Linked DNA regions of Sus scrofa: regions 1 and 3 are each linked to region 2. Evidence: chromatin contacts called from public HiChIP or PLAC-seq data. All regions are on one chromosome and are shown on one strand. The core of a region is the stretch at or near the end of the contact, and the rest is flanking DNA. Distances in the headings are between cores, read along the strand shown. Region 1 has its middle 170 kb from the start of SPRED1. Region 2 has its middle 55 kb from the start of FAM98B. Region 3 has its middle 130 kb from the start of TMCO5A.

Evidence for each region. HiChIP or PLAC-seq counts read pairs in DNA pulled down with a chosen protein or histone mark.
Region 1: a contact with region 2 is called in an H3K27ac HiChIP or PLAC-seq map of alveolar macrophages. The contact joins two enhancer-like sites. A contact is called at or near these places in 2 of 2 datasets of contacts at active chromatin or transcription factors (alveolar macrophages and skeletal muscle).
Region 3: a contact with region 2 is called in an H3K27ac HiChIP or PLAC-seq map of alveolar macrophages. The contact joins two enhancer-like sites. A contact is called at or near these places in 2 of 47 Hi-C or Micro-C datasets (embryonic fibroblasts and heart right ventricle) and 2 of 2 datasets of contacts at active chromatin or transcription factors (alveolar macrophages and skeletal muscle).

What each region holds. Positions count from the first base shown.
Region 1 is chr1:133,184,804-133,189,419 of Sscrofa11.1, forward strand. No RefSeq gene overlaps it. Among named protein-coding and RNA genes, the nearest start is that of SPRED1, 170 kb to the left of the region's middle. Within about 2 kb of position 2,673, at least 4 of the 83 cell types and tissues checked have an H3K27ac peak or open chromatin away from gene starts, as enhancers often do. A contact at or near this core is called in alveolar macrophages, where this site is marked.
Region 2 is chr1:132,872,443-132,876,873 of Sscrofa11.1, forward strand. No RefSeq gene overlaps it. Among named protein-coding and RNA genes, the nearest start is that of FAM98B, 55 kb to the left of the region's middle. Within about 2 kb of position 1,354, at least 8 of the 83 cell types and tissues checked have an H3K27ac peak or open chromatin away from gene starts, as enhancers often do. A contact at or near this core is called in alveolar macrophages, where this site is marked.
Region 3 is chr1:133,250,627-133,255,096 of Sscrofa11.1, forward strand. No RefSeq gene overlaps it. Among named protein-coding and RNA genes, the nearest start is that of TMCO5A, 130 kb to the right of the region's middle. Within about 2 kb of position 1,400, at least 4 of the 83 cell types and tissues checked have an H3K27ac peak or open chromatin away from gene starts, as enhancers often do. A contact at or near this core is called in alveolar macrophages, where this site is marked.

The DNA.
Region 1 (4,616 bases), core at 1,423-3,922, 310 kb after region 2:
TAGAGGGGTTCCAGAAATGGGTAATTTTGAGGTATTGTAGGGTGTTGCAAAATGAAAGCAAAGCATTTGTGATATTGTGGGCTCTAAAAAATTTTTTGTGGGTGAATATTTCCTCGTTTTATGAGGCTACCTTCATTATATTTTCCATGTTGGTATCCAAGATTTCCATCAGAAAAACAGAGCTTCCTATTATAGGTCAGGTAAACTATGTCCTGTCCACAAGGCAAAGTGAGGGTTGTTGGTTCTTAGCATTCCATACTTAAAATATCAGTCTGTGGAGAGGAGCTTATGGAAGCGAGCATTCCTCTGGGTTTCAAGAGTCAATACCATTACAAATAAAGAGGTGATAGAATGCACAGTTTTCCTCTTCTGCCTTACTTTGGCAGGACTGGCCTAAGTGGAATTTCAAGTGACCTAATCACTTGATAAAGATTTTTAGCAAACAAATCTTTAGCTAAGTTTTGAGAAAGCACAGAGTTAAGGTGAGATATGCACGCCTTGGTAGGATGTATTTGGGAGAAACCCAGGAAGGCTTCCTTATCCCAAAATATCTTCCCCACCAGCAACATACCTTTAGTTCCTTAATTAGAGATTCAGTTTTTGTTTAAAGAACTACCCCATTAACACATAAATAGTCCTGGGTAGTTAACTATGAAATTAATATCTAGCTAACCCAGGGCCTCTCCAAAGAAATCATTCAAGGACTATGGGGGCTCTTTTAAATCACACACTTCATCCTCCTTAAAATTCTGATATAGTTCCTCTCCTCTCCCTTTTCCCCGCTATATCATATCTCCTAGGTATGATATGGGTTGAGGACAATAAGATTGAGAATTACTGATGTAACTCATGGTGTGATTTTCTAGAAATGCTTTCTTCACTTACAGCTGACTAAACCTTGAGGTGGAGAAGGGGGGAAGAAGGTAAAATCGTGACACTAGGAGGGGTAATTTTGAAGGAAGTGTTTTGAAGATCTTTATGGTGGGCAGACATGGGGGATACTGCAGGCAAGTTCCTAAACCATTTTATGTCGGTTTGGGGGTCTCCAGGGTACAGACATGGAAGTACAATTTCCTCCCAGCAGTAGGAGAATGGGAGAAGTTTAGAAAGAGAAGAATAATCAGATCTGAAGATATGTTTAGGATACTTAACAATTTTGCCTGGGGTTCTTCCTGCTTCTAGATGAATGGAAAGGACAGCCTATTTGAGGGCTGGCACAGATTTGTTCTGCTCTTGAAATTTATTTTCCTTCCTGGATTTTGCAAAAGGAGCATGCTGGACACTCTCAGGCAAATGGTTTTGATATTTGCTAATGGAATTCACCCACGTAAATCAAGTTGTATTCTCAGTATCTTCTCCCTGAATCCAGGCATTCTGCTGTTGTATTTGAGTGTGGGGAAACTTGAACTTGTCCGTATAATGGATTTGAGAAGATCTCATGCAGCACTCCATGGTGCTCTCGGAAGATTTGTGTTACCCCAAGAATGGTCCTATCTTAAATTCATATTTTCTGAAGTAGGACTTTAAAGAAGCTTCAGAAAGTGGTGAACTGGAGAGGATCCACAGAGTCAATGAACAAGTGTTCAAACAGTCGCTTAATGACTGTTAAACTAGTGGAAACTGACAACCATTTCTCTACAGTGGTTTTTAATTCCAGCTGATCATCAGAATTGACTATGAACCCTTAAAAAAATAAAAGTATAAAAAGAAGGAATGTTTATGGTAAACAAAGTTATAAAAGGCTATGACTGTATAAAATAAGTGTCCCCCTCCTTTCTCCCATCCCATGTATCTGGAGACTTAGATGTAACTATTGTTAACTATACATTTCCTTCAGAAATTTTCTGTTATGAACAGAGTAGATAGATTCATACTTTTTCTAACTATATAAATGATATGCTCTTCATATTATTCTGCATCTTATTTTTCACTTTAGCAATTAATAAATATAGCCCTATTTTATCTTTTTAATATCTCATAGTCTGAATTGAAGAAAGCTATTATGGCTTTGATTATCTTTTCATGCTGGAGATGTGTGGTAGAGATAAGGGCATATAAGCCTTTGAGTTCTCTGACATTACCTGAGGATTTTTAAAACAAAGATTTCTGGCCACACCCTCCATATCCACCCAAAGATTCTGATTCAGGAACTTCCTGATGGAGAAATCTTTAAGAAGAAATGTATCTTTTTATTTTACGTGTGTATCCAGGAAGGCATCTATGATGCTTTATAAACCAAATGAAACTGTACCGGGCAGTTATACAGCTATTTGTTTTTCCCCATGGTGGATCACAGGAGTACACACTCTGAATGCAGTCCCTCTCATATCTTTTTTTTTTTTTTTTTTTTAATGGTTGGGTTTAAACGAGGGAAGATTTACTGAATGGTGAGGAAGTGGCTAAGGACTCTTAAACTTCCTCCTTGTGCAGGCAACCAACCTCTTTCTGTGTTCTTTTGCAATCCCTGGAGTAGTATCTCCATGTGACTAGCATTTTACTGCTTCTGTTCTTCTTACCTGTCCTCCTCTCCTTGCCAATCTCTTCTTACTTGAAGAGAGAACTCTTAAATCCTTGAGCCCTTCGGTCCACCAAAGAGATAGACTGAGATAAGCTGTTAGAGAGACTGCTTTATAGGCTGTTTCAGTTCAGGGGGATTAAACAGGATGACCTCACTGAAAAAGAAACCACACTTACCATCTTTAAATGAGGCTGCTCTTAACTGGGTCACTGTGAGATGCAGCACATACTTCTTATTTCAAATGAAGGTGGTGGGTGGCCAGCATGGGTTGTCACTGAGATAGTTTAAATGTCTTTGTTTTTCAGAGACGAACCGACACCTTACAGTGTGAGCAGAATAGGGAAATATGTAATAGGTTGTCTGGCGTCCAGCCCCAAACCTTGAATCCTATCGCTGGAACTTCTGCTGAAACTGATAGTCTTTCTCTGCTTTTCTTGGCAAGTGAAGTGAGAAATTTGTGGAACACCGTTCTTCTGAATACAGACTCCATCCATCTTTCAACTACATTTATTCTGAATTAGGGATATCAACTGAATACAGTACAGAGTAAGAGTGTCCTTTAAGCATGTCCTTCAAGTCAGAAAGACCAGATCACCACTTCCAGCTTTACACTCAGGGTTGTTGTGGGAATTCTTTATATAAGAATTTATTGTACTTGGATAATAGAAATACTTAATATATTTTAAATTTTTGTTAGCTTTTCCCCTGAAATGGAAACTGCCTCTGTTAATAGTCAACGCAAAGAACTCTGGGGCATGTCCTAAAATAGGTGGTCCAAATGTAAACCCAACCAAGACATCTAGAAGTACTTTTTTCCAAATCTCTTTGACTCTATGAGTGATCCTAACTTTCAGTAGCTTGCTCTCTCTGTTTTCTAAAGGGGAAATAGATTTTGCCAACATTAGGAAGTCATCATTATTAATAGTCATTGCTTGGAGCTTTCCCCCTGGCCAAATCACTGACTCAATACTTCTTGTTTTAGAAAAAGGAAGTAGCTGAAATGCACCTGTTAATGAGACAAAAGTGACACAGTGTGTGCATTTGCTTGTACTGGAGAGCTAAATCCCATCCTTGACACGGATATGGAAACCCCCATATAGAAAGATGAGGCTCACAGGATATCAATTTTCCTAAAATTTATTTTCTCTTAGCTATGGGTTTTTACTTTTGCCTTGAAGAAGCATTCGGTAAACAAATGAACTGTTTTTATAATGAATAGATTTATTTCCCATAAGTTTCCTTTTTTTTTTTCTTTTTGCTGCACTCTCGACAGCTGCCAGCCTACACCACAGCCACAGCAATGCAGGATCCAAGTCCTGCCTGTGACCGACACCACAGCTCAGGGCTACACCAGATCCTTAACGCACTGAGCGAGGCCAGGGATAGAACCCGCAACTGCATGGTTCCTAGTCAGGCTCATTTCCGCTGCACCATGATGGGAACTCCTATTTCCCATAGGTTTCTTTTCTTTTGTCTTTTTGCCCTTTTATGGCCACGCCTGTGGCATATGGAGGTTCCCAAGCTAGGGGTCTAATCGGAGCTGTAGCTGCTGGCCTACACCACAGCCACAGCAACGCCAAATCTGAGCCGTGTCTGCGACCTACACCACAGCTCATGGCAACGCTGGATCCTTAACCCACTGAGCAAGGCCAGGGATCAAACCCACAACCTCATGGTTCCTAGTTGGATTCGTTAACCACTGCGCCACAACGGGAACTCCTCCTTCCTATAGCTTTCTTGATAATAAAAATTAATAACTGGAATAGTCATAAATTTAGTCATGAAGTTCTTCAGTGTTACATCAAGTTATGCATTGAAGAGGTTGAAAGAGAATTTTGTAAGATGAATGCATGTTTTTGTAAGATGAATGCTCAGACCTGTTTCTGAGCATGGCCTTTTCTGATCCAGCAGGGCGACCTGTAGCTTCAAAGAAAGGCATCTTAACAAGGCAGGTCACTTCTCTTTTACTTATTTGATCAAGTGTATCATTACAACACATTTATTAGATGCCTTCTATGTGCCAGACTTCTTGCCTGAAGGCAAGGATGTACTACAGGGAAAAACATAATCTAAAGAGATAGAATAGGACAAAGTCTAT
Region 2 (4,431 bases), core at 104-2,603:
CTGGATCCTTAACCCACTGAGTGAGGCCAGGGATCAAACCCCCATCCTCATGGATACTAGTTGGTTTCGTTACCGCTGAGCGCGACTAGTACTCCCAGGGGGAGACAAATTTAACAATGATTTTTTTAAAAGATAGAGGTGGAAGGTGCATAAAAGTTAAAGGAGAAAATGTGTAGAATATGGGAGAGGGGCTGACCTATTGAAGGAGAGAGGAGCAGCTCAAAAAAAGTGGGACGAAGTGTTTGATCACATATGAAATTCTGAGGGACAAGCATACAAACTGTTAACACCCACCTTGTGACTACACATCTGGAAAGTCAAGGTACAAACCAGAGGGACTTGAAGGTTGACTGGAGAAAGCTTTAGTGGAAATATGAGGATTTGGATCTTTGCCACGGGAGAGGTTCAAGGGATGAGTAAAGAGAGGATCTCGGAGCAATGCTCCGTCACACAAGCAGAATGACACCTAAGCTCTCCTGGAGAGAGTTCCGTCTTGAATATCATACCAGAGAGATAAACCACAACCTCCACTGATGCTTAGCTACTGTCTGACCAAACAGGAAGCTTGTCCTAAAGTCTACAGAATTCAAACTGTTTATGGAAGGTACAAGTCTTGCCAGCACACAATGAGTCAGCCTCCATTAACCAGAAGAGTGAGTTAGGGCAACCACTTTGGGCAATATGTTATTTTGGAAGTGAGGATTTCTTTTACAACATCTGAGCCTGGGAACATGGAGTGCTTTATATAAAACAGAAAATAAATAAAGATTTCAAGGAATTCCTCTCCCACATGACCAATTCAAAAACCCAAGCTGACAAACCCAAGTACTAAATAGATTCAATGAGCATGCATTACTCCAACTTTAAAAATACAATACACATGAAGCTGTTTTAGAAGTATTTTCTCCTAAAAAGGGAAGTCACTGAAATAGAGACAACTGGCCACAATAATTTGGTTTTTATCAAGCGTGGGCTTTCAAATGACATCAAAAAGGACCAGAAAGAATGGGTCTTTTTTTGGTAGGAGGACTAGGGATCATTAGTTTGGTGTAATGTTAGGAAGCAATGTCAGTCCTATTCAAAATCATTTATAATAGTTTAGAGTTAGTGAGTAAACTATTTAAGAGTAATTCGTTTTTAATTTGGGGAGGAGGAGCTAAATACCACATTGTGTCTTGTGTGCTATTACAGTGTTCATTTGTGGCTATTACTTGTCCCCTATTATCCATTTTCTTCTCATTCCATCATAAAAATCCATGATTTTCAACTGAGCCCATAGCTGCTTGGAAGACATTCCTATGGCCCCTTGCAGTTAGGTGTGGTCATGTGGCTAATTCTGGCTGATGCAAAGAGGAAGTGCTGTGTGCAAATTTCGAGCACATTCTTAAACAAAGGAGGCATGTTCTTCTTTTCCCTCTTCCTCCTTTCTGTAGCTGGGAATTCAGATGTAGTGATTACAGTTCTAGCAATCAGAGCCATAGGGACCTTGAGAATGGAAGGCATGCACCCAGGTCTTAGACACTGTGCAGCACCCAAACTGTCTTGGATCAACAACCTCTGCATTTCACAATACATGCAAATCCAACCATCATGCTGTACACCTTATACAGTGATGTATGTCAATTATTCCTCAATAAAACTAGAGGGAAAAAAGAATGTAGCCACAGACAATATGCAAAGAAATGAGCATGTCTGTGTTCCAACAAAAGTGTATTTACTTACTACATTATTGATGACTTTATATATTCATGTATGTATTTATAGGTGTGGGTGGGCCTGATTCATTCGGCTCCTGAACTGTAGTTTGCCAAACAGTTTGACAACCTCTGGTCTTAAAGAACTGAGTCTTCAGACTCTAAATCCTGTCCTCTGTTCTCTGGGCTAAGTAAAAAGTAAATTAGGAGTTCCCATCGTGGCGCAGTGGTTAACGAATCCGACTAGGAACCATGAGGTTGAGGGTTCGGTCCCTGCCCTTGTTCAGTGGGTTAACGATCCGGCGTTGCCGTGAGCTGTGGTGTAGGTCACAGGCGCGGCTCGGATCCCATGTTGCTGTGGCTCTGGCGTAGGCTGGTGGCTACAGCTCCGATTCGACCCCTAGCCTGGGAACCTCCATATGCAGCGGGAGCGGCCCAAGAAATAGCAAAAAGAAAAAAAAAAGTAAATTAAAATATATATATATAAACTCTGGAAGTCTCCATACTAATTGGCTTGTGCTCACAAAAGAGGATTCAAAAGGAACAAAAGCACCACCCTTGAACCAGAGCCTCCCTGCCTCACCCTTCCTTGCAGGGCCATCTGGATCTGGTGAGAGGGGTGTGGCATCTTTAGCTCACTCTGCTCTGTGACATCAGTACCATTAAAATAGCACATCTAAACTATCAATACACATGACAGTTGAAAAGGGGGTGGAGGGAGGAAGGAAAGATGTTTCTCAGAAACTCCTTTCAAAAGAAGACAATATCACCCAATGGTTCTGGACAGAATGGTTTTTAAGTCAGTCTTTTGGTTTTTATATACTCTGGAAGAAATCTAGTTAGCAAGTTAATTGACCAAAATAAATAAACATTAGTAAAGATAATGATTTTCAATATTTCATGAGCAGGTTCCTGGTGGGCATTCTGATGCAACATGTAATATCATATTGAATCCTGGCAAAATCCCAGTCTCTCCCAGAATGTATGGAGCCACTTCTTGAGGACTCAGAGAAAACTTGTAGCAGTTGGGTTAAGGAAGAAAACCGGACTGAAAGGACCACCAAACAGCTGATGTTCACCATTTTTTCCTCCCTGATATCCCCAGGGCCTGAACTCAAGGCAGCCTGGAACTCAGAAGTGGACACTGGCATGAATAGAGTTCCAGGAGAAGATGTCTAGATCTGGCTCTGGAGTAAAAAGGGAACTCCCAAAGCTCGGAGAGGATGCAGAGGTCCCCCTCCCTATATTTCCCATTCTCTTACATCTACAATCCCAGGGCAGTATGGCAGAGGCTGCAATTCAACAGGAGCCAGACTATCTAAGAATGGAGGCTTCCTGTCCAGTGGAGCTGTGATCCCAAGAGAGTGGGGAAAATCCAGCTACCTACTGTTTGTTATGTTTTTCTTCTGTCTCTCTCTAATCTTCTACCACTTGGCCTTGTAGACAGCAGACTGGGGCAACTAAAGCCACAGCATTCTGGCCAGAGGATGAAAGAGGAGAGCCCAGGGAACCAGAAATTACAGGAAAATTTCATGGAGGAACAAGCTCAGGGAAGTAAACCCATAACTTTTTGGGGAACTGCTGGACTCATATTCTTGTAATGTGCTCTTCTGGAGCTCCTAACAACCAAAGACCCTACCAACCAAAGGCCTACGCCAACCCACTTCCTGGGTTGCAGACTGACCACTAGGTGGTGCTCAAACAGGACTGGGCAGGCATGACCATAAAGAGAGCTGGAGCTAGCTTTTCCCTGTTTGGAACTGTTCTTTATTCTGACTGTGATGGTGGTAACACAAATCTATGTAGATATTAAAATTCATAACACTGTACACCAACTCCCCTTCCCCCACAAATCCTATTTTGTGTGATAATTGAAAAAAACAGAATCAACAACAACAAAAATCACAGTGAAATAGATAATCTCAAGTTTCTTAGATGCGTCAGAATTGACTCTAGCTTGGATAGAAAAGGTTTTAATTTGAAGACTATGACTGGCTCACAGAACTGACAAGAAGGGCAAAGAGCTAGGACTGGAAAAGTGATACCATAGAAGCCTCTGGTAGCCCTGGTTGTTCAGTGATATCTATCACAGCCACTCATGTTTGCCTGACCCCTTTGGCTTTTCATAGAGACACCTCGTTTGAGGAAGGGAAAAGCTCTAAACATGAGAGGTTCTTGGATGTCAGGTAGCAAAAATAACTAAATAAAATTCTTTTATTAGCCCCTCCTACAGATAACTGAGATGTGCAGTTTGTATAACTTCCTTGAGTTCACCGATTTTGCAGGGCTCAAAACTTGTGCTCCTAATCATGACACAATAGTGGCTGAAAATGTCTCCAGCCTCAGGAGAGCTTTGTGGAAACAATGTTGCCTGTCTAAAAACAAAGAGAAGAAGTAATTTGAAGAATAAATTCCAACTTCCTCCTGGCTCTGCAATTCAAGGGAATGCTAACCCAGCTGTTTGTTTTTCTTTTTAACAGTTTGTTTTGTCTTTGAAATATAAACACTGAATTTTTCAGTATGTGCATTGCTTCTGATATACTCCTGCGAGCCGCAGCATCCCAACTTTTTTGTTCACATACCCATCAGCAAATATTTTTGAGCATTGCTCTTAATATATGTAAGTTTATTTATAAGTTATATGTATTACAATATATTATATATTGTGTGCATTCTAAATAACATCTTAAAAGGATGGAATAACGTTTTAAAAATAACATTTTAAAAATACAAAATT
Region 3 (4,470 bases), core at 150-2,649, 380 kb after region 2:
TAGTTGGTGATCCCCAAATAGTTACTGAATGATATGATGGATAGTGAAAGGTCTAAGAAGAAAAAAATTCCTGCTGTCCTGAAAGCATGTAAAAAATGGCCTATCTTGGTCTAGAGTGACAGCAAAATTTCCTGAGAAAATGCTGTTTAGGCTGATATATTAGACAATTGTCATGGCCAAGAAAGGCCAAGGAACAGCATGTGAGAAGACCCGCAGGCAAGAGGGAACCTATCATAGTTCAGGAAGGAGAGATATGTAGCAAGGGGCAGTGGGCACTGGTAGGGTTAGAGTATTGCATTAGTTGTTTGTTGCTGTGTAGCAAATGACTCTGGAACTTAGGGCCTTAAGACCACAAAATCTAATGATCTCATAGTTTCCATGTCAGGTATCAAGAAGTGGCTTAATTGTTGATTCTGGCTCAGGGTCTCTCATGGGGTTACAATAAAAATATTGATTGGGGCTGTAGTAATCTGAAGGATTGACTAGGATTGGAGTATTTGCTTCCAAGAGGTTCTTGCACTTGGTTATTGGCTGGAGTCTTCAATTCTTCTCTGGCTTTAGACCAGAAACGTTAGTTCTTTACTGCATGGGTCTTTCCTTAGAGTTGCTCAGGACATGGCACTTAACTCTCCCCAGAGTAAGTGAATTGCCAGAGAAATAGAGAGAGGCAGAAGATGCATGACCTTTATGATCTAGCCTCAAAAGTGGCATGTCTTCACTTGTACTGTATGGTCTTGGTCATACAAACTAATACTGATACACTGTGGGGGAGACTACAGAAGAATGTGAATACCAGAAGGCCAGGTTCATTGGGGCCATCTTGGGGGCTGGCTGCCATAAGGCTAGATGGAGTAGGGTTTTTAAGCCATATTAAGGCTTTTGGACTTTATTCTAAGAACAATGATAAGACTTGGAAGGGTTTTAAGCAGAGTCCAGCCATAAGACTTCTGTCCCTGAAGAGTGTAAGGAATGGCTAAGTAGAGGCATGACCTCATTCCTGCGGCATAGGTGTGCATTAGTTCATCCAGCCAGTATTTACTGGGGAGCTTGGATATGCCAGGATATGAAGGAGATGTGAGGGGTGTACAGGTGAGAAGACCTCCTCATAGTCTGACCTCTTGAAGCTTACAGTCCAAGGGGTGATACAAGTTAGTAAGAGAGCCGTTACACTCTACCATAATAACTTCTATAGCAGGATAAAGTACAGGTTTCTCTGAGAGCTCTTAGAAGAGCTCATAACTCATTTGAGAGAGTGAGGAAAGGACTTTTGGAGGAGGTGCCATCAAAGTAGGGACCTAAGGATGAGTAGGAAAAGGGTAATGTCCCACACATGGACATAGGCTAAGAAATGAGAAAGAGAATGGCCTGTTTGGGGAACCGAAAGTAATTCAGTGTGTCTGGAGTCTAGATTGGAGGTAGGTGTGGGCGGATGGGTGAGCAATACAAAGTCAGTGCTGTAAGTAGGGTCACATCAGGATGAGGTCTTTTTTCTTGTTAAGGAGTTTGGCCTTTATTTGGGGAGCAAGAGGAAGTTACCAAAGTCCTTTAAGAAGAGAATGCACACTTGAGGGTGATTAATCTGGTTGCAACATGGGGAATAATTTGAAAGCAAGTGTGGAGGCTGGAGGAGGTATTAATGGCCATGATAATAATACAGGTTTAAATTAATGGTGGCCTAAATAGGGTTGGTGAGAATTGGACTTGAGATATTTAGGAGGTTAAGTGGCTAGAATCTGAGGATTATTCATTGAAAGACAAGGAAGAGGAAGTCTAGGGTAAGGCCTAGACATGGCTTAATCATCTGTGTTCCAGGCAATGATCAAAACTGGCACAAAAGAAGGCAGGAAGGGGTATGATGACCAGAAATGAGGTACATGTTCTGGGCTGGGTCTTCCTGATCCAGTTACTGGGATTCAGCTACAGGGCTCAGTAAGCTTGACTTTTTTGGAAGTCTGCAAATTACATCACAGATCCTGAGAAGAGGGGAGCCTGCAGCTATGGAGTGGCTCCTTCTTACCAGGGAGGTTGGATGGCAGGAAATAAAATAATTCCTAAGAACAATAAAGATTTTTTTCATCTTGAGGACAAACCAGCAATGAACACTTGTATACCCCAGAAGACAGTGGAATGAATTCCAGGAGGTTTTATATGGTGGTAAAGGATATTTTACCTGTGATATTTTAACCAAAAATGTTCTATGGCAGCAAATTTGCCTCCAATAAGAAACTACATCTCCCCCATCATATAAAAAGCCTCTTGTTTATAAATACACACTAGTTACTCAATCCTTTTCTCTTTTAAGCTTCTCAGTTCTGAGAGAGTTGAATCAGCGATAAAGACCACTTTACAATACCTATTTCCTGAATTGCACTTCTTATGAATAGTGAACAATGGGTGTGTAGATACTATATATAAAACCGCAGGCCTAATTGACATTATGGGGTCAAGAGTTAAAATTATGTCAAACACAGAGAGCCTGGTAACTCTCCATTTGTCTCCTTCTTCTCTCCACTTTATCCCAGATCATTACCACTCCCACTGGTCCTTTTATACACCCAAGCTAGTCTGATTCATCTGCTTCTCTTTCCTCCTTTCCTCCTACAGATACTGCTAAAATTATTTTCTATTGAGTTATAACTGTATTTCTTTAGCATCCCAAGCTCCACCTTTAGCTTCCAGTGAGTATAGGCTTAAAGATAGGACTTCATTTTGGATGCTTTTTTTGACTTTCTTGTTAGTGTCAAACAATTCCTTTGCGGTCTATTCTGTGAGCTTATGAAAGAAGTTTTTAGAGTCCAGGAGGACCCACTACTTTGTACCGAGTGAGCTGGAGACCCTTTCCAGACAGCAAAAGCAGTTTGCTTGAGCTGTTTACTGCTCTGTTCCTTGCCTCTCACCTCTTTCTACTGTACTGTACATTCCGTCCCCTGCTGATTGTTAATGCTTGACTCTCTGCCCTTTTGGAAGAAACCATTTATGCAACCACAATTATCTTGACTAATTTTTCCCCCAAAAGTGATTCTGCTAACACACCCTGTGCTGTACTCTCTTCCAGAATATTTGCGTTTGAGACTATTCGTGGAGAGATTAACCTGTTAGCAAAAGTGAGATTGCACAGGTAGATGCATTTGCTGACAATTATTGAATGGAACATCAGCACTGGCTGAGCAGTCACTTAAGTCAGAGGCTTATCCCTTGTGGCAGCTGTCATATAATGAGGCTTGAAACAGGCTGAATTAATGTGGAGCTAGCAACTCACTTCTGAACTCTTGAACTCACTTGCTCAGCCTGTTACCTATAAAACTGGTTATTTGAGCTATCTTTACCAAGTGTACAAACAAAAAGCAATTCTGTTGAATACTACTTGGTCATAATCATCACGAACTTCAAATATATTTTTTATTCATATGATAAAGCGTATTCATATGGTATATTCATATAACCAAGTTTAATACCCATTTTACTCTTGAAAAAGTGAAGAGCAAGGAGTTAAGTGACTGGATCTAGTTACTATGTTACTCTGAGTAAGGAGCTGAACTAGATGGAGAAGGCAGTTTTCTTAAAATGTGGCTTATGTTGGCCCTCTTAAACACTCCAAATTTTTCTTTTTCTTCAACAAAATATATTTATTGAGTAACTATTTGCAAGAGATGCAAGATACACTGTGCCGTATATTAAGGTCAAAAGACAGAGATCCTACTTGCATGGACCTTAAGTGTGAAGATTCTGGGAATAATTGTAGACTTAGAAAGAAAGTGAGTCAGAATATGTCAAAGATGGTTCCAGTGCACAAATACTGTGAAAATTGTGTCAGAGTGATAAGAAAAAGGATTCTCAAAAAGGAGGTGACAAGACTTCTACCACACTTTCCTCCAGACTCATAGGTAGAAATGCAAGCTAGTAGGAGGGTTCTGGAGACAAGGTGAGCATTTTGGTTGAAGAAAGAACTTTTTATAGGTCAGTGGCGTGAGCTCCCTTTCTAAAAAGTGCAATCCATAAAAGGAAAGTTTGATAAATTAGAATTAGTCAAAATTAAATCCGATGTATCCATGGAAGACCCAGTTGATAGGGTGAATAGGCAAGATATAGACTGAGAGAAAATATTTGTAAACCACATATCTGACAAAGGACTAGTATCTAGACTATATAAAGAACTCTTAAAACTTAGCGGTTTAAGAAATGAGAAAACCATGGAGTTCTCGTTGTGGCACAGTGGTTAACGAAGCCGACTAGGAACCATGAGGTTGCGGGTTCGGTCCCTGTCCTTACTCAGTGGGTTAGGGATCCAGTGTTGCTGTGAGCTGTGGTGTGGGTTGCAGATGTGGCTTGGATCCTGCGTTGCTGTGGCTCTGGCATAGGCTGGTGGCTACAACTCTGATTAGACCCCTAGCCTGGGAACCTCCATATGCTATGGGAGCGGCCGTAGAAAAGGCAAAAAGACAAAAAAAAAAAAAAAAAGAAATGAGAAAA